2 separate regions of the Mus musculus genome follow, and region 2 is linked to region 1. A link is a contact called in public HiChIP or PLAC-seq data. All regions are on one chromosome and are shown on one strand. The core of a region is the stretch at or near the end of the contact, and the rest is flanking DNA. Distances in the headings are between cores, read along the strand shown.

Region 1 (4,392 bases), core at 1,391-3,890:
TATAACCATCCTGGTAGAACAAGATATCATCATGTGACCATCCCTTTAGCTATTGACATCCTGAAAGAATTGAAATTTCCACAGGAATCCCATGCAGAGAGAAGGGGAAAGCTGAAGCCCCTTTGCCAGCCAGAGGAAGAACTGCCTCTCAACAAGAGATTGTATAGTTCTGACAACTTACCAGACCACCACGCAGATCAGATTTGTCCACCATCAATCCTGGGAACCAAACCTTGACAAGGACTGCTGTTTTCTGCATATCTCTAGCCCTCAAAACTTACACTTCTCATATCGTTGTCTCCAAGACTGGGTGGGTGGGATGGGTGGTTTCAGTGGGATCCGTTATTTATTCTGAGTGTGGTACATTGAATAGATCTGTCTCTCCTCTTACTACTTCTTCCATTAGTGTATTGAAGACATGAGATTGAGACTAGCTTGTTGGGCTGCCAGTACCCAGGCTTTTACTCTTAACTCTGGCATCAGTAGTTATAACTGTAATAATAATGTACATAAGTATCCACAACTCAGTGTCATCTCCCGAAATAACAATTACTAATTCTCTACACTTCAGTGAACTTTTATAGTTGTATTACCTTGCATATACAAAGAAACAGGCATGACCTTCATGAATGACAGAACTCCAGTTACTTTAGTACTAAATAGCACAGTTTTAATCAATAAGACCAAGCAAGGTACTAATTACCCTTATTGCCATTTGTAGTCTGATGGCTCTGTAATTACACTTAGAAATCACTGACATGCATTATAAGTGCCTTAGTGACTCTGTATTCCCAGCCTCAAGGAGGATCATGTTTTGATTATTTCCTGGTTCCTCAACAAGGGAAAGAATTAGAGCAGCACCAGTCCTGTACCAAATTTACATGGAGTAACAAACTACTGTTTTCAAAACTGAGAATTCTTTTGTTGGGTTTTAAAGCTGTGGCCTAATTAAACAATGGGGGAAATAATCTAAAACATTACTTGAAATTAACTTAAGTCACAATAGTTGTTACTGGCATGTAAGAATTTGAGGAATGCCAGGAAGAATTTGAGAGGCTGAACTTTAAGACCCATGGCTGAAGATACCCATGTACTTTGGACACAGGACTCAGAAAGTCTGAACTGGATTTAACCTGAAAACCTCCCCTTGGACCAGCATTCAGAGTGCCAGAAAATGCTATGCAAACTGCCAATGGAGGGCAGTAATCAACAGTCCTACCCAGATCTAAGTCACATTAGCCAGCATGGCCACCTTGCCTTGACAATGACCAATAGCTTTCTAGCTGGACGTAAAGCACATTTAACAAGAGGGAAACCATGGGAAACCACTGGAAAGCTAGCCAGACCTATAGCGGTCATGGGTCTTCAGAGGGAAATGCACTACTACTACTTCACTAACCCAGCACAATCCTGACTGCTTTCTAAACACTTCAACACACAGATAACTAGCTCTCATCCCTCCCCAAGGAAGCTTCTCCCTGCAGCAGATGGAGGATATCACAGAAGAAATGCATTGAATAATGATGGCACCAAAGGCATGACAGTGTGTGTATGCACACACGTGTGAGTATAACAAAAATTAAAAGAGGCCATGAATTTAAAAAGGAGTAAGGAGCTTCCAAATGAGAAGGGTTGCATAGAGGACAGAAAAGACAGGAAATGATGTAGTTATATTTTATATTAAAGTGTTGGGAGCTATTAAGGCAACGCTATTGTCCTGATCTCTGAATTGGGCCTCCCCCCGCCCCCCAGAAGAAAAGGGGGTCAAAAGCGGGCCACCAGACGCACTGCTCCGAGAAAGTCAGCACCGGATATCCTGACCTCAAGATGTACCCTGATACCACCAAGTTCCTGCTTCCCTGTGTAGTCGCCAAAAGAAAAATTTCCGCTGCCCCATCCCTTCTACTGAGAAGTACTTTCTCTCTTTCCGCTGCCCCATCCCTCCTGCTGAGGTGCATTTCCTCTGCCCCATTCCTCCTGCTGAAAGGCACTTCCCCCTTTTCTTGTGCATTTAAACCTCGGGCCTGGCTAACACATTTGGGGCTTTGATGCATTCCAGAATGGTTTCCGTGTTGTTATTCGCACAAGGCCCTCATCTCTCTCTACCCCCCCCCATTTGGTTATTAGGAGGAGGTCCCCTCGAGACCCTTGAATAACTGGACCTGCTGGACGGGTCATTAAAGTTATGCAAAAGGGACTTGCTTGTAAAAGAAAGCGGGTATTCTAAGCATTCTTGATCACAGGACCTGGAACACTGGAAATGGATCTCCATGTCCAGCAGAGAAACTCAAAAATGAGATGACTGGGGATCTAACTCAGTGGTAGAGGCATACCATGCATTAGGCCCTTGGTTGGAAAGAAGCCAGCAGAGGAAGCCAAAACAGGAACATTGTCACAGTGGCTACTATGGTTTTTGGAACATTGCATTCATGTTATTAGCTAGTCTTTAAAAGCTAAACATGACTTCCCACTTCTACCTTTCTTTTCCCTGTGACTATTTACTTCGAATACCCCTTATCCCATGAACTGGGAATGAGGGGCATCCTGGAACATTAGTATATCAACAAATCACTACTGTTTTGGGGTCCTTAAGCAGAATGTCTCTGGCTCTCTCCCAGAGTATGGTGAGTAACTAATAAGCTTTCAAAGTCAATGTGGTACCACAGTTGATACAAGGTCAGTATGCATCCATATGCTACTCCATATTCACAGAGATGATAATAGCTTTCCCAATGTGGAACCTGGGGTGACGGATCAAAATTGCACTGCTAGCAAACAGCTATGGTTTGAAGTGTCAAAACCTGAGACGGTATCAAAGGACATGGCAAGAGTTTGGTAACTATCAAACACTGAGGTTGATTAGAGGCTCAACTCCTGGATCTACTGAACTTACTGCTTACTCCCTGGAGTCCATGGGAGAACTCTGCAAATGATGATCTTACTATCGAAGAGTCCATGTGCTTAAAAATCTGGTATATAAATGATCTGGGCTCAAATTACGGTCCTAACAGTTGGGTTGTCTTTGTCAAACTGTTTGGCATCCAATAATAATCCTTACCTCAGCAGTACTGTGAGAGTCAAGTGAAGCAGTGTTCCAGACTGGCAACCAAAACCTAACAACCCAATCAGAAAATGGGGTATAGAACTAAACAGAGATTTCACAACTGAGGAATCCTGAATGGCTGAGAAGCACCATGTTCAAAGTCCTTAGTGATCAGAGAAATGCAAATCAAAACGACCCTGAGATTCAAAACGACCAATCAGAATGGCTAAGATCAAAACCACAGGTAACAGCACATGTTGGAGAGGATGTGGAAAAAGACTCCTCCATTGGTGGTGGGATGGCACTCTGTTACAACCACTCTGGAAATCAATCTGGAGGTTCCTCAGAAAATTGGAAATAGATCTGCATGAAGACCCAGCTATACCACTCTTAGGGATATACCCAAAAGATGCCCCACCATGCCACAGGGGCACATGTTCCACTATGTTCACAGCGGCCTTATTTGTGATAGCCAGAAGCTGGAAACAACCCAGATGTCCCAAGACAGAAGAATGGATACAGAAAATGTGGTTTGTTTACACAATCGAACACTTCTCAGCTATTAAGAACAAGGACATCCTGAGTTTTGCAGGCAAATTGATGGAACTAGCAAATATCATCCTGAGTGTAGTAACTCAGACTCACTAGTTAGTGGATGTTAGCAAAAACAAAACAAAAGTGCATAATACCCAAGATACAGTCCACAGAACCCAAAAAGATCAAGCTGAAGTGCCCAAGGGAGGACGCCTCAGTCCCACTTGGAAGGGGGAAGAAAGCAATCCCAAGTGTGTGTTTGTAGGGGGAACCTAATCTGGGTGAGAGAAAAGGACTGAAGCCCTGAGGGCCAGAAGGAGGAATGGAAACACGCAACCTAGGTAGATAGGAGGTTGGGGGGACCCTCCAGAATGCACCAGTGACTTGGGAGGTGAGAGACTCTCGGGACTCAAAGGGACCTTAGATTAAATGCCCGGCAGTAGGGAGAGGGAACTTATAGAGCTCACCTCCAGCAGCAAGACAGGAAATCAAGTGAGGGATGGGTTTACCATCCTACATTCACAACTCTGACCCATAACTGTTCCTGTCTGAAAGAATTACAGGGACAGAAATGGAGAGGAGTCTGAGGAAAAGAAGGTCTAGCAACAAGCCCAAAGTGGATCCATCTCAAGGGGAGGTCCCCAAGGCCTGACACTATTAGCGAGGCTATGGAACACTCACAAAAAGAATCCTATCATGACTGCCCTATGAAAGATCCAGCAAGCAGCTGAAAGAGTCAGACGCAGGTATTTGCACCCAACCCCTTTTTGAATTAGGGGAGGCTGAAAGAAGCTGAGGAGAAGGGCGATCCTGTA
Region 2 (4,625 bases), core at 1,532-4,031, 100 kb after region 1:
TGCCTTTTGCTTTCATGGGTAGCACACATCTGTGGAGGGGGGCGATGCCGTGAATTTGACTCTCATTCGTCTCGTTAATACGTATGTTTCATTTTAATTCTGTTCTTAAGAAGTTGCTAGGGGGTTCTGTTCTGAAGACCGTGTGTATCCTGTTTTGTATTTGGGCATGAGTAAGCCCAGTAATGAAGCACTCGTAAGCCAACACAATGAGTTCAGGCAGGAAAGGAGCCTATGCAACATAAGCCTGAGAAAATCCATTTCATCCCAAGGCATTCACACACACACACACATATATACACACACATACATTCACACACACATACATACACACACACATACACACACATACATTCACACACACACATACATATACACACATATACACATATACACACATACACACATATATACACACATAAGTGTACATACATACACCCATATACACACATACATATATACACACACATACACTGATACATACACACATGCACACATACACACATACATACACATACATACACATACACACACACACACACACTCGAGGGACGTCAGGGTCAGTTTGCAGCACAGGTAAAAGGTAGCAATGTCACTTTGAACAGCTCTCTTTAAAAATGCTTTTGTTTTTATTTTTACAGTAAAATACAGATTGTGATCATTCGAGCTTGTGGAAAGTTGTGCCAAATCAATTCCTAAATTTTGGACCACTAGACATGTTCCAGGTTGTAATTACTGTTTTTTATGTGGGAGACCTTTTCTTGGCTACCCACTATTGCAAGCAAAGTCACACCATGACTGCAAAAGATCAACCCGGCTCTCATTAAAAGGTTTTACTGCCACAAAAGAAACAACCAAAGTGTGTCCTTTCAGCTTGAAACAGGATCACGGGCACAAATCCCAAGTCTGTTTCCAATCTTGTCACCACCAACATTGTTCTATTACTGGGAGGATGGGACCTACTGAGTGGTTCCATTTGTTGCCTTGCGCTTTCAATAAGGGCTTTGTGTTTATTTCTATCTGTGAAAAAGAAAGATTTAAGCTCCTATAAAACAGCTAAACACACACACACACACACACACACACACACACACACGAGGGATTATCTGCAATCCCCTTAACATCTGGCCAGTTCTAAAACAGATGAGAACAAAATTAGTGCTCGCGTAAGCATAATTAAAACCGCATCGTGAAAAGCCATAGCCAGGGCCTATCAGTGGTGAGGAGAGACAGAAAGGGGTAGGTGAAAAGGATCTATCTAGCTGCTGGATTAGTCAGCCCGGTGCAGAAAGAGTTCAGAATGGAGGAGTGCCTGCCTTAAAAGGGCAAATAGGCCAGGGGAACAGGCAGGATTTCAGGACAATGCTGATAGGAGCTGGCCTGCTTACTCCATTCCACCACTCTCAAGTTTCCAAAGGGCGCTGAGTCTACTGCTTTCAGATCACAGGGGACTGTTAGGGACAACGTTAGAGCCACATTAGAGCCACGACAGGTGAGACCTCCCAGATTTCAGAACTACCATTAAGGACGGGGAAACTTCGAATGTTAAAAGCATCAACAACCAGGCCAAAAGTATCTGAAACTTCCTAGTAGAATAACCAGTCAATTATAATTGGTCATTTCTTGGAAAGACGTATTATGCTAACAGGTGATTACACTGGAAATGATTCACAATTAGGAAAAGCAAGGAGAACGAAGGGCTAACAACAAATCACAAACCCTAAATAGTAATGGAACTAGAAGCGTCAGTTGTTTCCGATCCATTTTTCTTTGAAGTCCATCAGCAAGTCTTTAGTCTGAGGTAAATATAGCTCTCTAGAGGGCAACCTTCCAAGGACATGGGTTACAGGTTCTTCTGGTGCAAGTGAAGTTGGCTTCACTTCTCAAAAAAAAAAAAAAAAAAAAAGGAGAAAGAAGCGAAACCACCTCTCCTTTAGGGTTGATAAGGAAATTTAAAAACGGGCATTTTAATGAGACGAATTTTTAAAATGTCAATCTTTAAAGCAGCAGGAGTAGAGGAAAAATGATTATGGAAAGAGTGCAAGAGTGCACATACTAATCATTAAACTGAGCCAGCTCTCAGCTCCGGCCCTGGTTCCCCAAATCGGAGCGCTTCCGTCAGATGTCCCCAGTGAGAGAGACAGAGAGAAAGGAGGAAGGGCGGCAACATTTAAACTGTAAACAAATCTGGCGAAGACTTCAGATTCTGGATGTCGTCTCAGAAAGCTCTGATTGCAACTCTTTTAGGAATCACTTCGAGAAAACCTTAAGATGGCAAAGCACGACGCGGAGGGGCGCGAGATTCCCTCGGCAGCTTCAGAGCCTCCCGGAGTGGAGGGGACAGAGCCGGGAGCCCCCGATGGCGGCGGGAAAAGCCACCGGCCGGGAGCAAGAACTTCCCCAGATCTAAGCCACCCAGGGCGGGACCGGAGGAAACCCGAGCGGCGGAGGAAGGCGCGCACGGCGCCCCCGCGGCTCCCACCTGGCTGCACTCCGGCTCACTCCCGCCGGCTGGCCGGTCCCCGGCTTCTCCTCCTCTTCCTCTTCCTTGTCCCGAGAAGGGTTCCGCGGAGCGAAGAACCGAGAGAAGCTGTGCCAGGGGGCGCTGCCCCTCCTGCGGCCGCCGGACATCTCCCCACCGGCTCGGCCGCGCCGTCCGCGGGCCCCGACGAGCCGCTGGCCGGAGCGAGGGTGGCCGCAGCCCTGGCTCGCTGAGCGCAGCGAGAGTCGGCCCGGGCCGCCGGCGCGGCTCCTCCAGCCCGGCCGGCACGAGCGCTCCCCGTGCGGCTCCTCCTCCCGCCCGCGCCCGGAGCTGCCCGCCCCCGGGAGGAGCCAGTGGCCGCGACCGCCCTGTCGGCCACAGCGTGCAGATCCGGGAGGAGCAGCCTGGGGATGCTAGGCTCCGGCTTCCCGCCCAAACCAGCCCAGCCCGCAGCCCACTTGGCTTGGCCAACAGTCAACTGTAAATGCTTTGCTTCCCTTTCCCGAGTTAGGGCTGTTTTAAAACAGGGTAATCAATTAAAGTCTGGGGAAACACCTGGCAAGAAGCAGCACCCGCGTGCCCTGCAGCCTGGAACCTGAGCACAGCCTTTCTAAAGACAGTTTCAGCCTGCAAGGGTAGGTCCCATCTGTCCTGCTGTCAGCACCTTGTTTCTGCTTCAGCTGGCTCAGATGAGGAGCCACCAACCCAGGTGTGTTTTAGCGCTCACCCTTCACCTGTGGGCCACTCCCAGAATCCTTTTTCAAAAAAACCGTCCCTGATCACAAAACCAAATCTGATTCAGGTATGACTCAAACTAGAAAAATGCTGAAACAAATATTTGGTTGTTGCGCAGATACTCCTGTATTCTGGAACGCCAAAGGCCCTTAACATTAGTTTAAAACGAATATCTGGTTATGATAAAAATGACTTTATACAGCGGAGCTGCTAACAGAGAAAGCACACAGAGCCATATTCGCCCCAGGTGTATTGTTATAGTTTGTCTGAAGTCAAACTCCAGAGGTATGAAGTTCAAGATAACAGTGGGACATTTAGTAACTAAAAATGTTATGTGGGCAAATCACATGAAAATAGGGTGATAGCTGTCTGTGGCTGGCTGGAGAAGTGAGGAGGTTGAACGTCTACCTGTCGGCCCCAAGGAATCATAGTGCCGGTTAAGGAGCCTTCCCGCGGACCCACAGCTACCCCTTTGAGGCATTTTAATCTGTCAACTGGATCTGAAACTAGGAGTATGAGAGTAAGAAAAAAATTAGGATCAGATACAGATGGACAAGCAAATTCTTCCATGCAGCTACAGGGCCTGGAGAATAATGTGCCTCCCCAACGCAATGTTAGCTGACTAGCAGTTGCCTCCCCCTGTTGCCCTGTGACAAAAAGTGGTCCTACACCTCAGTGTTGGCACAGAGGGTCCAGGCAAGGAGTCTGTCTGGGGATAAAAGTGTCTGGGCGTCAATAAGATTATGAGGCAAATTCTGATTTTCAATAATACTATTTCTCTCAATTAGCTGATAGGAAAATGTTATAGTAGTCCACGTATTAATGTTTCTTTACAACTGGTCTCCTAGGTATATGCAGAAGTATTAGGCTCACGGCATGGAAAGTTCTTGGTATTGAATGTTTGCTTTTCCAATACTTAGATTTTTAGATTTCCTGTACCCTAGAGTCTTGACATACAATAGCAGGTTCTTGAATCCTAGATTCTAGGATTTTGTTATGAAATCTGTGAAAGCACTTTCAAATTTCAGTTGGAAACATCTCAGAGATACTAATTTTATGCACTCAACTTCGCTTCATTTCAAATTCAGTTTTCATCCAGACATTTGGTAAGTGGCTGAGGCAGGAGCATTCTTTCCATAAAGCTGACGAAGTTCATGGGTTTTTTGTTTGTTTGTTGTTTTTGGGGTTTTTTTTCGAGACAGGGTTTCTCAGTATAGTCCTGGCTGTCCTGGACTCATGTAGACCAGGCTGGCCTTGAACTCAGAAATCCGCCTGCCTCTGCCTCCCAAGTGCTAGGATTAAAGGCGTGCACCACCACCGCCCTGCCGAAGTTCACGTTTGAAGACACTTCACTGGTACTGCCTTTTCCAGTGTGCGCAGTGACTGGATGGTCACGTGTTCTTAGACGACT

Evidence for each region. HiChIP or PLAC-seq counts read pairs in DNA pulled down with a chosen protein or histone mark.
Region 2: a contact with region 1 is called in an H3K4me3 HiChIP or PLAC-seq map of bone marrow-derived macrophages, with 3 times the contacts expected there. The contact joins the promoter of Crybg3 here to the enhancer-like site in region 1. A contact is called at or near these places in 2 of 15 datasets of contacts at CTCF or cohesin (CD8 T cells and large pre-B cells), 40 of 484 Hi-C or Micro-C datasets (B cells, the BV-2 cell line, CD8 central memory T cells and 22 more), 15 of 115 datasets of contacts at active chromatin or transcription factors (CD8 T cells, bone marrow-derived macrophages, embryonic fibroblasts and 7 more) and 4 of 9 other capture datasets (adipose tissue, embryonic stem cells, liver and 1 more).

The regions. Positions count from the first base shown.
Region 1 is chr16:59,497,016-59,501,407 of GRCm38.p6, forward strand. All of the region lies in intron 19 of Crybg3 (beta-gamma crystallin domain containing 3), which reads right to left. Among named protein-coding and RNA genes, the nearest start is that of Riox2, 27 kb to the left of the region's middle. Within about 2 kb of position 2,641, at least 5 of the 459 cell types and tissues checked have an H3K27ac peak or open chromatin away from gene starts, as enhancers often do. A contact at or near this core is called in bone marrow-derived macrophages and kidney, where this site is marked.
Region 2 is chr16:59,598,266-59,602,890 of GRCm38.p6, forward strand. Crybg3 (beta-gamma crystallin domain containing 3) reads right to left here and starts at 2,782. Exons shown (of 22, transcript NM_174848.4): 1 at 2,480-2,782. The coding sequence starts at 2,628.